Regions from separate parts of the Mus musculus genome. Here all the other regions are linked to region 4. The links are chromatin contacts, called in public HiChIP or PLAC-seq and promoter capture Hi-C maps. All regions are on one chromosome and are shown on one strand. Each heading gives the region's core, a stretch centred on a gene start, on an enhancer-like site or on the middle of the called end of the contact. The rest is flanking DNA. Distances are from core to core; before and after follow the strand shown.

The links. Promoter capture Hi-C pulls out the DNA fragments that hold promoters and counts their contacts. HiChIP or PLAC-seq counts read pairs in DNA pulled down with a chosen protein or histone mark.
Region 1: a contact with region 4 is called in a promoter capture Hi-C map of erythroid cells, with 17 times the contacts expected there. The contact joins the promoter of Glce here to the promoter of 2300009A05Rik in region 4. A contact is called at or near these places in 2 of 39 promoter capture datasets (erythroid cells and liver) and 1 of 484 Hi-C or Micro-C datasets (B cells).
Region 2: a contact with region 4 is called in a promoter capture Hi-C map of erythroid cells, with 24 times the contacts expected there. The contact joins the promoter of Rplp1 here to the promoter of 2300009A05Rik in region 4.
Region 3: a contact with region 4 is called in a promoter capture Hi-C map of erythroid cells, with 33 times the contacts expected there. The contact joins the promoter of Kif23 here to the promoter of 2300009A05Rik in region 4.
Region 5: an HNF4G HiChIP or PLAC-seq map of pancreatic cancer cells shows a contact between it and region 4. The contact joins the promoter of Anp32a here to the promoter of 2300009A05Rik in region 4. A contact is called at or near these places in 2 of 39 promoter capture datasets (erythroid cells and pre-B cells), 1 of 115 datasets of contacts at active chromatin or transcription factors (pancreatic cancer cells) and 1 of 9 other capture datasets (liver).

Annotation. Positions count from the first base shown.
Region 1 is chr9:62,121,130-62,123,889 of GRCm38.p6, forward strand. Glce (glucuronyl C5-epimerase) reads right to left here and starts at 1,480. Exons shown (of 5, transcript NM_033320.5): 1 at 1,356-1,480. It overlaps Mir5133 (microRNA 5133), which reads right to left and starts at 1,465; the gene lies at 1,389-1,465.
Region 2 is chr9:61,913,071-61,915,787 of GRCm38.p6, forward strand. Rplp1 (ribosomal protein, large, P1) reads right to left here and starts at 1,440. Exons shown (of 3, transcript NM_018853.3): 1 at 1,287-1,440; 2 at 818-892; 3 at 213-451. The coding sequence starts at 1,358. The coding sequence ends at 254.
Region 3 is chr9:61,945,391-61,948,090 of GRCm38.p6, forward strand. Kif23 (kinesin family member 23) reads right to left here and starts at 1,409. Exons shown (of 23, transcript NM_024245.4): 1 at 1,222-1,409; 2 at 1-29. The coding sequence starts at 1,232.
Region 4 is chr9:63,397,992-63,400,691 of GRCm38.p6, forward strand. 2300009A05Rik (RIKEN cDNA 2300009A05 gene) reads right to left here and starts at 1,253. Exons shown (of 2, transcript NM_027090.1): 1 at 885-1,253. The coding sequence starts at 1,230. Gm16759 (a long non-coding RNA gene) reads left to right here and starts at 1,326. Exons shown (of 5, transcript XR_003948339.1): 1 at 1,326-1,461.
Region 5 is chr9:62,340,083-62,342,782 of GRCm38.p6, forward strand. It overlaps Anp32a (acidic (leucine-rich) nuclear phosphoprotein 32 family, member A), which reads left to right and starts at 1,261. Exons shown (of 7, transcript NM_009672.3): 1 at 1,261-1,472. The coding sequence starts at 1,419. Gm20346 (predicted gene, 20346) reads right to left here. Exons shown (of 2, transcript NM_001378702.1): 2 at 1,420-1,906. The coding sequence ends at 1,842.

The DNA.
Region 1 (2,760 bases), core at 230-2,729, 1.3 Mb before region 4:
TGTACAGACATTCTGACACACGTTTTTAAACCACTCACAGGCAGATACCTATAAGTCATTTTAAGTTCCACCTAAGTCTGGCAGAGTCTTCAAGAACTCTGTAAGATTCAAACCACGGTAAAAACTGATGTACCAGAATTCTCTAAAGAAGCTCAATAGGGCATCATTAACAGGTTGCCAATGACGCTTTTGTAGAAATCTGGACTTGAGACATACATACATAATATGCTACACTTTTGTTTTTAATTACCCCTCTTCCACAAAACCTTTAGAAAGGATGCTTCTTGGCACTACCTAACACCCAGGCAAATTCAGGACAGATTTAACCATGCAAGACCATCAAACACTACCTAAAACAGAAAGCCCAAATCGCACAGCCGCCCTACCCTCAGATCTAAACCCTCACTCAACAGTCAGGTATTCCAGACAACATGCTCAAGTCTGGTATCGCTCCTCTCCTCTCCTCCGGAGATCAGAGCTCCGGCGACACCAGCGCGTCCCCAAAGGTATCCTGGGGCAAAGAAAAGAAAACTGCAGAACAAGCCCACTGTGTCTCCAACTAGGCAACTGCCCCGATCAAGCGTCCAACGAAGAAGCACTGAGTTAAATCTCATCGAGAAAGAGAGAGAGACCAGATCGAGACCGTCAGATACCGAAAGCCACAAGCAGTGCCATGGGGTGGCTCCTGAAACCGGGTCTGGCACCCCTGGAGACCCAGAGACCGCTGAGCCGCGCCCACACGGCAAAATCACCCTCCTTGTCGCCCCGAAAAAGAATGGGGACCATCACGCACAGTTACCGCCCCCCTCTGGGCGAAGCAGAAACCCCAATACAAATGTTGGTCTCCCCATGCACGCTTCCCGCCCCCACCCACACCCACCCAGTCCGTTCCTTCCCGGGAGGGACACGGGCATCGTCTTATCACCCCATGGCGACCTTAAACAAACCCAAGTCTCTGGAACCCTGACATCCTCCTGCTTTACCCCAGGAATGCCAAGCGGACCCCTCTCCGCTCATAGGTCTCCCCGTGCCCTCCGGACAAGGCTAAACTGTATCCCAAGCCCCTCAACTGCACGGGATCGCCAGAAATGGTCTCCAAGTCCCAGAACCGCGCTATGCCAGCACCCGGGCTCTCAGGCAGGACACAGGACGCGCTCCCGCGACCCTAGAGACCCGGGACCGCCTGGGCAGCCACCCACCCCCACTCCAAAGCCAAAGAAGCCCCGAGACCCCAGCCCCCGCCGCGTCACCCAAGATCCCCGCACTCGGAACGCCGCGCATCCCCGGGAGCCGCCCCCGTCGCGAGCCCACTTGCCACGGCCGCCCCTCAGCCACGACACGACGAGCTCCCTCACCTGAGGCGCGTCGGCGGACGAGCGGCCCCCAGAGCCCTGAGGAAAACTGAAGCGAGCGGCAGAGACACGGCGGCCCAGGCCTGCGCTGCCGCAGCTCCAGCCTCTCGGCGAGGAAGCGCTCGTGTGAGGAGAGCCCGCCCGCTCGGCGCGCTACTGGGGAGCCGAGCCGCCGCCGTGCCCGCGGCTCTTCCCGCGAGATCCCAGCCACGGTAAGGGGCGAGGCCATGCCGGGGAGGAGAGGGCGGGACGGAGGCTCTTCGAATGGCAGCTCCGTCAGCCTGTTAGATTCGGTGTAGAAGGCGGGGTCACCAAGAGGAGGGGCCATATTAAGGGGAGGAGCTATGATGAGGGGGCGGAGAGTCCTCGAATGACAGTTCCAAAAAACCAATCAACGGTGGCAGCGCAGAAGGCGGGACTCGCATTCTCCTGTGACCAATTGCAAAAGAGTAGAGCTAATTCTCCCCGCCTATCATCAATAAATTGCGGGCGAAGGTGTTGCTGACCCGATGTCAGTTTGCTACCTGGGCAGTTGCAGAGGTACTTTAGATGACGTGGTTTGGGCAAAGTTTGGTCCTCTTCGGCCGCCGTAGAGACACTTAGCGGAGAAGCTGAACTAAATAGTGCTTAAACCGAAGAGCTGTCCGTGCGTTTTCACTGCTCTCTGAAGTGAACAGGGAGGTCCCATCTGCCAGCCTGAAGACTTACAGCCTCACTTTACTCACTTCGGTCTCCTCCTTTAGTGTAGCTTTCTCCCATTTCGGACTCTCTTCCGTTTTTATTTCAAACGGCGATGATATCGTCACGGGTGCTTTAAGCTCCAACCCAGTTTATCTGGTCCAACAAAGGACCTTTCTAATTCATTTGTGCGTTCTACTTAAAGTCTTCCACAAAGATGAAGAACGAAATCTCAAACGAGTGCTAACCTAACAAACCCGAGAACTTGTATCTTTACAGACCATAGGGCCCAGTAATGTTTAGCACAGGTAGGGTATAGAGCATTCAATAAATCTAAAAGGAAGGAATGGAAACTGTGGTGCTTATCTGTACTGGCTTCAGAAACTGGGCTTTCCTAGCCTTTCCCATTCCCCCCTCACATTTAAGTCCCTTCACTCATTATTATGCCTGCCCTGTAGCTTTCCTTCATCTTCCCCTAGTCTCCCTTGCCCAACACAAAAAGTAGCCTTACTCTTTCTCAAGGTTAACTCCTGCCCTTGTGCACTGGACCTCAGCCAGGCCCAGACTCAGTCAGCTCCCCCACCCCCACCCCCACCCCCATTATCAATTTTTTAGCCCCTTTATCCCCAGAACACACTCATTATCCCCTGTTATTTGAACAGAACACAACTACCCTGCCGGTTCTATCCACTCGAGCTGCCCTGTCCTGAGAATCCCACGTCTTGAGAAA
Region 2 (2,717 bases), core at 190-2,689, 1.5 Mb before region 4:
AACAGGCTCTCTGAACAGTTGCTTGAAGGGGCTTCCTGGAGACAGACCCACCCATTCTCTACCCAGATCGTCTAGTTCTTTTGACCCAGGTCTTATTTATATAACTCATGGTGGCTTTGGTCAAGACCCTCCTTCCCTGACATTTTTTTGGGACCTGCTACCATCTCTGAAACTCCAAGAGCTTTGTGGCTTACAAGTGAGACCAGTCCACCTACAGGTTCAGCTCTTTATTAGCCAACTTAACAAAAGCAGTTTAGTCAAAAAGACCGAAGCCCATGTCATCTTCAGACTCCTCGGACTCTTCCTTCTTTGCCTCCACTTTCTTCTCCTCAGCTGGGGCGGCGGCAGTGGATGGAGCAGCACCACCAGCAGGCGCAGCTCCAGCTGCTGGAGCGGGCCCACCAGCCCCTACATTGCAGATGAGGCTCCCAATGTTGACATTGGCCAGAGCCTACAACAGAGACATAGAAAAGGCTTTTAGTTTTGTGCTGCAAGATTTAATGATTCAATTAAGCTCTTTTCACCCATGAGACCAAAGCAATGTTCAGGACTACAGGGAATCAATATACAACTGCCACCAGTTGATTGACCCCACTTGCCAGAAATAAAGCTGTTTGTATAAATAGAATGTAGCTATCCACTTTGCATGAATCTCACTGCTTCAAATGCCCAAACTTAAGAGGCAACAAAACTCATTCTCAAGCCATGGACCGTGAAGGCCTGACATAAAAGCCACATCAATAAGTACAAACTAAGATACAAAAATCAAGGCTGGTGGTGGAAATCGTACATTACCAAGTGTAACCCCAAAACTTACCTTGGCAAACAAGCCAGGCCAGAAAGGTTCGACGCTGACACCAGCTGCTTTAATGAGGGCATTGATCTTATCCTCCTGGAACACAAACGCCAACCCGTCAGAACGATCAGAATGCGGCTAAAACTCAGTCACTTATACAGAGTTAAGTTTCGTACTTGGGCTAAAGTCAACCTTAAAAAAGACAAGGCCAGGTTTGAAGGCTCAGCGGGCTGTGGGATTGTCCCGCAGGCCTGACGACCTGAGTTCGAGGCCTAAAACTTAGATAAAAACAGCCCACTCTAAACAGTAGGCCTAACATGCGCGCTCGGGACCGCCATTCACCTGTCTCGGGTTGGGCCGCGCGGGGAGGACAGAGCGCATACGCCTCACAGGCCTCCAAGTCACCGAATGCCTGAGAATGCGAAGTCCGGGCGGAGCCGGGTGTCCGCCGCACAAACACGTGGCCGGCCCGGGGTTATCCCGCACTTACCGTGACCGTCACCTCGTCGTCGTGCAGGATGAGGGCGGAGTAGATGCAAGCGAGCTCGGAGACGGAAGCCATGCTGTAGACTGCCGGCACGGTGCTAGTCGCCGGATGAAGTGAGGGCCTCACCCCAACGCGGCCTTAGCTTCCTCGGAAGGACCGAGCACCTTGGCGGCAGCTGAGGAAAAGATCATATACGCCTGCGCGCAGCTTCTTATGGGACCGCGCCGACCAATCGATGCCCGACTCGAGACGGAAGGGGCAGGGCCAAAACCGAGAGGAGGCGCGTCTGCAGAACGCAGTTCCGGATTTGCGCGTTCGACTTCCGGTGCGATTGGCCTTTGGGGCTTGCGAATATTACAAGTGCTCAACAGTAGAGATTAACAGGCTAAAGGGAGAGAGCTATCGGGGGAGACGTACTGCTTAAACTGACAGGCGCGTTCCCACGGCTTGGGTACACTGAAAAGTCGCTCTCCGCCTCAAGCCTTGCGGATCACGTGGTGGACTTCCCAACCCACCCTCACCCCGGGCGTGCGCGCCGTAGTAACTGTGTCTGTGATGAGGTTGATAAATACCACCCGGGACCCGGAGTTGCATATCAAATGCAATATATCGTGGTTAATGTTTAATTCATTACATTGAAAAAGCACAGAGGGGCGGAAGTTAAGCCATCTTGCAGCTCTCAGGTTTGGCTCCCGCACCCCGAAAAGTGCCAGGAAATCCAGTAACAGGGGCTCTGATCCTGACAGAGGTCAGCAGACACGCTCAAGTACACATAAAAGTAAACACTCTTTAAAGTGTCACGCGAGGTATGGTGAGGAAAAAACCCACAGAAGTAGGAGACCACGTGATAAAATTCGGCAACTAATTATATAGAACCCCTAGAAAACCAGGAGAGTAACTTTGATGCGCAGACATCAAAAGCAAGTATCAATAAACAAACGTTTTCCTTTGCCTCTCTTTTAGTGCATGGTACTTTGTCACAGCAATAGAAACCCCAAGTGCTCATATACACAATTAAATAAAAACACCCCTCAGGTTAGGGTACAGCTCGTGTGTGGTCAGCTTGTGTAGAGGTGACCTTGGTGCTAGAAACTTGCAACTAGAATGTAGTGCATACTAGATTAAGTGGTTTCTTTAAAGTTAATAAAATTCTAATCTCAGGACCACAAAGAAGCTATGAAACAGCAAAAGGAACCTAAGTAGAGCAATATAGTTTTCACAGATAAGAGCCTAAAACGGAGAATTTTCTCCAAGTAATATAGTTCCAATCAAAATTCTGTTCATGATCTCAGTGGAATTTGACATGGCCTTCAGTCTAAACACACACACACACACACACCCTGACAGGGTGTCATGTACCTCAGCTGGCCTTGAACTTGCTATGTGGTTGAAGATTACCTGGAATGTTGGATCTTCCTCCCCTGCCTGGGATTG
Region 3 (2,700 bases), core at 159-2,658, 1.5 Mb before region 4:
TTACAGGTTTTCTGACCGTCTTAGCCTTCCTGGTTAAAAAGAGAAAAAAAAGCCATAAATTCAACACTAACATAGAAGACATCACAAATTCTAACAATGAACTTCCTAAGGCTTAAAAAAATCATTTCCCAGCAATCTCAAATACCGCACAGCAAATAACATGTATATAAACAATAAACTGTACTCGAGAAATGTGGTATATGTAATTTAACTCATTAAAATTTCAATTGGGAAAATACACTTTTGATACCATTAGTACTCAGTGGAACTTTTGTTTGTATTTTTTTTAAGTGTTGGAGTGCAAATTCAGAGATTTGCTCATGCTATGTAGGAAGATTAGATTATTCACAATGCTGAAATGTCTTGCTATTTTAAGTAAACAATATAAAAAATTATTTTATTTCAACATTCTCTATCATTTAACTTTTTTTTCCTTTCTCGTTTATAGGCTACAAGAATATTTAACACAAATTAAACCAAAAGACTCGTTTAGACTGTAGATTATTAAAGTACTTTTCTCAATAGAGTCACACGTAAACTAGAAGCAAACCAGAGTCCAGCGATATACTAGGGTAGGTATCCTTAAGTAAATATAAAGACTGACGTTTCCTCATTTTAAAAAGTTCCGTTTTTTTTTTTTTTCGTGTGTGTGCGTGTGAAAGTAACGATTTCTAAAGCCAGCCCTCCTTCGCAGTAAAAGTGTAACCAGGATGTGGCTCTCCTGAAGAGTCTAGGAATACTGAGGAATGTGGGCGTGGGAGATAGAGTAGGCGTGTGGGATGGCCTGGGGACAAAGATAGCGCAAGGTGGCGGAGCTGCAGAAGGACCCTGACCTCAAGGCTAGAACTAGGGAAGGGATGCCGACGGAGCTGTGGAGGCTCAACTCCCCCAAAGTGCCAGCGCGCACCCCGGCTGCGCGCCGCCCGGGGTCCCCAGACCTGCCACCTGCGCAGCGGGCGGGGAGGAAGGAAGCTGGGGAGGGATGGGCAGCCCAAAGGATGGCAACCCGAGGAGGTGGTGGCAGACAGCCCCGGATTCGGAGGCAGCCTTCGCGGGCTCAGAGGACTGGGAGGGCGCCGGCACACCAGGGTCGCCAGCCACCAGAACTCTGCAGTGCGGAGCTTCGGCCTACACTGTACTACGGACTCAGCTCCCGGGCAGTCCCCAGTCTCAGCGTGAGGAGGGCGGCGACCCCCACGCAGTCCTCCCACCAGTACTCACGCTGACTTCATGACCGCAGGCTCCGTGCTATCCTGACGCGCGCGCGGGACGTCGGGCTCCGACAGGAGCAAGGCTGGCGGGAACTAAGCCGAGCAAACCACGGCCGCGGGGACCAGGACTCAATCTGAGGAGAGCCCGGCGGCGACGCTGCAAGCCCAAGTGTGCGCCCGCCCGGCGCATTTCAAACAGGCCAATCAGCGGCCGCCTGCGGCGAAGGGGCGGGGCCTCGGGGAGCGCTGGCACGGCCAGCAGGGGCGCTCGTCTCCTTGGCAACCCAAGGGCGCCAGCCGGAGGCTGAGGAGGGCAGCGCTGGAGAAAAACCTGAGAGGGGAAATCCCGGCCCTTCCGCCCTTCCGTTCTGACGCAGAAGCTGAGATCTCCCAGTCTTTGTCCTGAGAACCTCTAAGGAAGTAAAGCCTTGGTCGGGCATGTTCTAATTTCAGGCTGGCCGCTGGCTACCACATCATCTTATTCATTTTATTGTATTTATATTTTATTTTTACCTTTACTTTTAGTTCTACGTTTACATTTTATCTTACTTTTGATATTTATTTTGAGACGAGAGTATCTTGTATCCCAGGCTGGCCTCACACTTACAGTGAGGACCCCAGAATGATCTTGAAGACTATACCAACTTGGCAGACAACCTGTTGTAAGTTCCTTTCTCTGGATTCTCCAGTTCTCTCTCTCTCTCTCTCTCTCTCTCTCTCTCTCTCTCTGTGTGTGTGTGTGTGTGTGTGTGTGTGTGTGTGTGTGTGTGTGTTTCATGGTGCTAGTGATCAAACCTAGAGCCTCACAATGTTAGGCAAAGGTGATACCACTAAGCCACACATCCTTAACCTTCAAATTCTTGATTTTGATGTTTCCTGGATATACAGAGATGCATAAAATCTACCCACTGCCCTTGTGCAACCACCGTTTACCCTTTGCCTTCTACAAGTTGATTCTTTCTCATTTAATCCCAGCCCCCATGCTGACGATTCCCCAGGGATGTAGCCACACCTGCGTTCTGTGACTCAAGCTCCACTTAGAACTTCCTTTAGGGCCAGCACTGATAAGGATAGCCAGTTTAATATCCATAGTTAATGTCCATATTACTGGACATTAGTCTTTCCAATATTTACTGTTGCAAACTGCTTCGATGAATAAACCTGAAAATGCATCCATGGATAAATTTCCAGAAGCAGATAGAAAGCTACCAGGCTTTGCCACCATCACTTTCCAAAACCGATCCATTTGACTGCACTCTCACCTATAAGTCACAGGTCTGGGAGAGCCCTAGGGTGGGTCATCGCCCTTTGCTTGAGACCCTCAGTGGGGCCCTGAGGCTAGTCTTCCTGTTCAGTTGCGTCACCTCTCACCTGTCCCAAGCCCAACGCTCATGCGTGGAACGTTTCTGCCCCCACACTCGAGTCTCTCTGCTGTCTCTCAGCCTTCCTTTCCTCGGAGAATGCCTCACCTTCTCTGGATCCCAGAGCC
Region 4 (2,700 bases), core at 3-2,502:
TGCTTTATTAAATTGAATGAACTACCAGACTATATGTAACACTAGTACGGCTACACAGAGTTTAGTGTTAATTTTGGATTGAAAAAAAAAAAAAAACTATTTGGAGGGGGAGGGTGAAGGGGATAGGGGATTTTCGGAGGGGAAACTAGGAAAGGGGATAACATTTGAAATGTAAATAAAGAAAATAATCTAATAAAAAAGTTAATAAATCCCTAGACAGCAATATTTAAAAAAAAACTATTTGGATTATACTGGTTCTGCTTCCTTGTATAGAGTTTGAGTGACTGACATCTAAGTTAATATTTTTTTTAGCAGCTATTAATAGGTCCGAAACATCTTGAGGACTTGAATTTTTCCCTAATCTATAAAATGCTGTCACATCTACAATCCGTGATATTGACTCTTCTGCCATTAGACCACAGAACACACACATCTAGCAGGAGGACCGTCAGAATTAGATTATCTTCAGGAATATAGATACTAAAGGATCTTAAAAGACAGCATCTTTTAAGTCTAGCACCTGAGAAAATATGATGTCTGGAGAGAACCTACTGCTTTTAGCAAAACACAATTGCTGAGATTTCACAGAAAGACAAAGAAACTTTAAAAGTCCGTCCAGTTTTTTGTCCTCCAAAGGCTCTTGGTGATGAGCGCGGGAATGACTCTTGCTAAGCAACTTCGGAGCCACTGTCGGGACTCACTCCTCGCTGCCCTGGGCAGGGTTCTCCCGGGTGGACAGTGGCAGGGCACGACCTCAGGGGTGCTGCAAGCAGCCCACCGGGGATGCGAAGGGCCGGCCCTGGAGAGCGAGCAGCGTGCTTGTGGGCCAGCGGCCGCCCTGGGATGGAGGAGTGCCTGGGTCAGACGAGGGCGCCGCCACTCACCCAGGTTGATGACCTTGAGCGCGGTGAAGAAGCGGTCCTGCGGGGCCAGGTCCTGCCAGGGCGCCTTGGAGCAGTGGTACTTGATGAAGGGGAAGCAGCCGGTGCGCAGGACGTGGTAGTTGGCGCCCAGCACCGGCCAATTGAAGTGCGACAGGCCGAACTGGTCGTTGTGGACCGCACTGTAGGGCACGCAGAAGGAAGTCCAGTGCGGCAGCCGCCGCTGCAGCAGGTGCTGCGTCAGCACCTCCGAGGCGCGGGGCTTCGGGCGGGAGGCGGCGCCCGAGGCCCAGGGCCGGCACAGCAGCAGCCGCAGCGTAGCCTCGTGGGCCCTCCGCAGGGCCTCCATGGCCGGGGCACGCCGGGGAGCCGGCCCTGGGCCCCTGGGGCCGGGCCTCTGGGGGCGGGGTCAGGCGAGTGTGCGCATGCGTGTTCCCCTCACCACCCTAGGCCAGGGCGGGGGACACCCAGCGGGCAGCGCGCGGGTGAGAGCGCCTTGAGGTGCGGCGCGTGCGCACAGGACGGGACGGGAGGGCGGAGCGACTGCGCAGATCAGGAAAATTGTCACCTCTGGCCTCAGGTAACCTCGGAGCAGGGAGACAATGTTAAAACAATCCTCCACAGCGACAAACCCGGTCTGGCTGTCAGGCGCTGGGCTCCAGGGAAATCCTCAGGGATGCTGAGGTGCTTGAGGTGTGCACAGGAAAGTGAGCTGACACCAAGGCCTGGCCTTTGCCCGGGCTGGACGCTTGGTGACCTCAGACTGCACGTATGTGCAGATGTCCTCACAGTCGTGTTCACTGTCCAGACTGAATCCTACCTAGATAGTGCAAGATAGGGTCCCAAGCCAGATGTGGCGCTTGCCTGGAATCACAGCCCTGAAAAGGCTGAGATGTGAGGATGGGGAGGTGGAGGCCAGCCTGGGCTACATAGAAGAGCAAGTCTCAACTGCCTCCCTGTCCCCGCACCACCACCCCCAAAACCCGAAAAGCAGTCCTATGTTTTCTCATTTAGTGCCCTAAAGCTCAGAAAAACTTCCCTCCTGAGAACACAGTAAATACTAGGACCGGAATTGGCAGTCACCAACCTTTAACAATCTCAGTTACCCATGAAAGTGTAAGGGAAGCATTTCTCAGACTTTCTGCTAGCATACAACCTCATGTCTAAAGTATCATTACTCTTATATGTCCTCAATTTTTGTGGGGAGAATGAGTAAATAGGATGAGGTTTCTGGAAAGTACCATATGCAAATGAAGTAATTCTCTGTGTTGGAACTATATAACAATTATTTGCTGAAAATTCAAGAAGGATGTAGAATAGTGTGATGTTTAAAGAAGATTTGTTTATTTTGTGTATACAAGTGCTCCATTTTCATGCACACCAGAAGAGGAAATCAGATCCCATTACAGATGGTTGTGAGTCACCATGTGGTAGCTGGGAATTGAACTCAGGTCCTCTGGAAGGGCAGCCAATGCTCTTAACCACTGAGCCATCTCTCCAGCAACATTTTTGTTTTTATAGTCACCAGTTTTGGGTTAGTCAACATTGAGTTCATTCCACAAATATGTTAAATATTTAGGGGGGTTTTGCAGTCATGCAAATAGTTTGAACTTTATAAGATTCTCTATTAGATATCGATTTTTAAAGAAAGATTAGGTGAAGTCATGATATATTTGATATGCAGAATAGCTAGGAGGACTATTGAAGGGAGGTAGGGAGCTGCAGCAGAACTGTCATTTTCAAAGTAAAGTTTTAAAAGCAATGGAGCCCTTTTTCAGACAAAATCTGTCACAGAATTCTAACATATAAAGAAAATTAT
Region 5 (2,700 bases), core at 11-2,510, 1.1 Mb before region 4:
AGAAATTACATATTTACCCAGACGAAATGGTTTTATTTTGTACTTCCAGCTACTTAGAATAAACATTTATCAGCTTTCAAATCCATTTGTTTGATCTAAAAGAACTAACTAAATAAAATACTTAGTTCTAATGTCTCAAAAAAAGAATTACTTTGGGGGTGTTTGCAGAAGCGTGTAGATGAAGACACATAGGAAAAGACACTATGATAAAGTTGTGTGAATAAAATTAAACATGTATCCCGTAATTTGTTCACAGCCGGACATCCACATAGTACCATGAGGTCCGAGGGCTGCCCATAGGAAGCTGGTAACCCAATGGGAACCAGGGCTGTAAAGGTTTCTTAAAAAACGTAACGTGGTCGAACAAAAACAAAACCCAAAGCAACTGTAAGACCTGGCGTAAGTGCCCCCAGTTAGCGACTCTTTGGCAATGCAGATCCAACCAAACGATTAGAATGAAACGTGCAACGCTCTCTCTCAAAAAATCCTATAAAGCCCGTCAATTATGTTCGGCTCTGAGAATCGGCAGTTCCCAGCACCTTCCTTTTCCACTTTTTAATATTTTATACAGTTCTCCATCTGCGGCCTTTCCATTCATTAATTGCCCTATACAAGATCCCCCCGATGACTCTCGGGGAATTGCTTCTTTTAAGACAGGGCATCAGATTGCCAAGCCTCTGGGGTCGAGATCGCGCCCTCGCTCCTTTGGATGTGGGAGCGTCATGCACTTAAGACTTGATTATTTAATTGCGGAGATGGGAGCAGACCGGTCGGAGGGGTTGTGCCAAGTGGGCATCCCGGGGTGTGTGTGTGTGTGGTGGGATTTGTCCTTCGTGCGCTCCAAAAATGCGCGCCCTCCTTGGGCCTGCCTTGTGCCCGCGCGCCCCAGGCCTCGTCCGCCCGCCCAGCACCCAGAGGATGCCCCCGCAAGGACCCCGCCCCTCCCGTGTCCACGCACCTGCGGCCCCGCCCCCGGCCACGAACCTTCAGGTCCACGCACCTGCCCTGCCTTCCCTCCCGCCCCCAGCGCGCAACCACCAAGGTGCAGCCGCGCTCCTCTTCGGCGGCCCCGGTATCTAAAGGGGTCCGTCTCCGGCACCACAGCCAAATGGCTGAGCCTCCCTGGCCCGCTGCGCAGGATGCCCATTGGACCCTGCCCCCCGCCGCCACCACCACTATTGGCTGGCGTCCGAAGCCTCGCCATTTGATTGGCTCTTGTTGCCGCCGCTCCACGCAAGGAGCCGCAGGTCCCGCCTCTACGGCGATCAGGTTAGTGTGCGCCGCGGGTGCTGGGGGCTCGAGAACCGAGCGGAGCTGGTTGAGCCTTCAAAGTCCTAAAACGCGCGGCCGTGGGTTCGGGGTTTATTGATTGAATTCCGCTGGCGCAGGATCCTCTGCAGAAAGAGAGAGCGCGAGAGATGGAGATGGACAAACGGATTTATTTAGAGCTGCGGAACAGGACGCCCTCTGATGTGAGCATTTGCCAAAAATATCTCTGTCGGTCCATTCTCCTACTTTGTGTTATGTGTGCGTGTGTGTTTTGGGGGGAAGGCACTTTTTTATGGAGGGGGGCTCCGGGGAAGGTGTGGGGTTTGGGGTCTGACTGCAAATGAATTGCAAGGTTGGATGGCGGGGGTGGGGGGGGTTGCAATGCCACCGGAGCATGTTTCGTCCGCCGTCGCTGCTGCCCTTGGTGTGTGACTGACTACCTGTGCGTGTGCTCCCGCGTGTGCGGGTATGGGTGCGAGGGTGTGCGTGCGAGTGTGCACCCAGCGGGGGGCCGGCGGGGCGCACGCGTTCGGGTCGGAGGGAAGGCGGCAATTTCACCCTCGTCCGAGCTCTCAGCTCCCACGACTTGCATCTGGATGGAAAAGATGATCGAGGGGAGGAGAAGATGGGCTGCCTCCTGGATTAAACAACAAAAAGGGGTTGTTATATTTTAGAAGCGTAACCCCCTTTCCGCCCCCTCCCGCGCCTGCCCCCTCCCTTTGCAGTCTCTTTCGCTCGCTCGCACACAATAAGTTTTGGGCTTCGCGAGTCCGGTATAGTTTCTGATCAATGTAGCCCGAGGACCCCGGGGAGAGCGCGTGGGGACCCGACTGCTGCGGAGTTGGGAGATGGCTCGAGTTTAAAGCGCGTCTTCGTTTCTCTGCGGGGATGAGGCGAGAGGTGGGGAGCCATATTTGTAACTTTGTCGTGTTCGTGAACGCGCCCTTTCTCTCCCTCCCTCCCTTTCTCTGTCTGCCTTCCTTCTCCTTTCTCTCTCACTCTTTCCACCCCACCTTTGGGCCAGATGCTGTCTTTTCTCCCTTCTTCCTCGCGGAAAGGGAGGGGGGGTACCTTAGGTTAAGGGGGAGGGATTGTGAAGTGTGCAAATGCTCAGATAATCCTCGCGCCTCCCCAACCACGAGCGTCGCTAATGTAAGTTGCCCGGAGGCTGCGTCCCGTTCTGGCCCCCGGCTCCCTCCCCAGATGCCAGCCTTGGCACCCTGACGCCTCATCGGCAGCAGACACCCCACCTTCCCGGTCCTTGCTTCTCCTGGGGTGGGCTCCCTGGCAGCCATTCGGCGCTTGGTTAATAAATGGGCACGAGAAACTTTATCAGAACCCGAGCTGCCCAGAGCTAGTGCCGCTGTGGGGACCGACCCAGTCTACATTCTTGCGGGCACGGCAGGCACGCAGCTCTGGGATGGGCAGTTC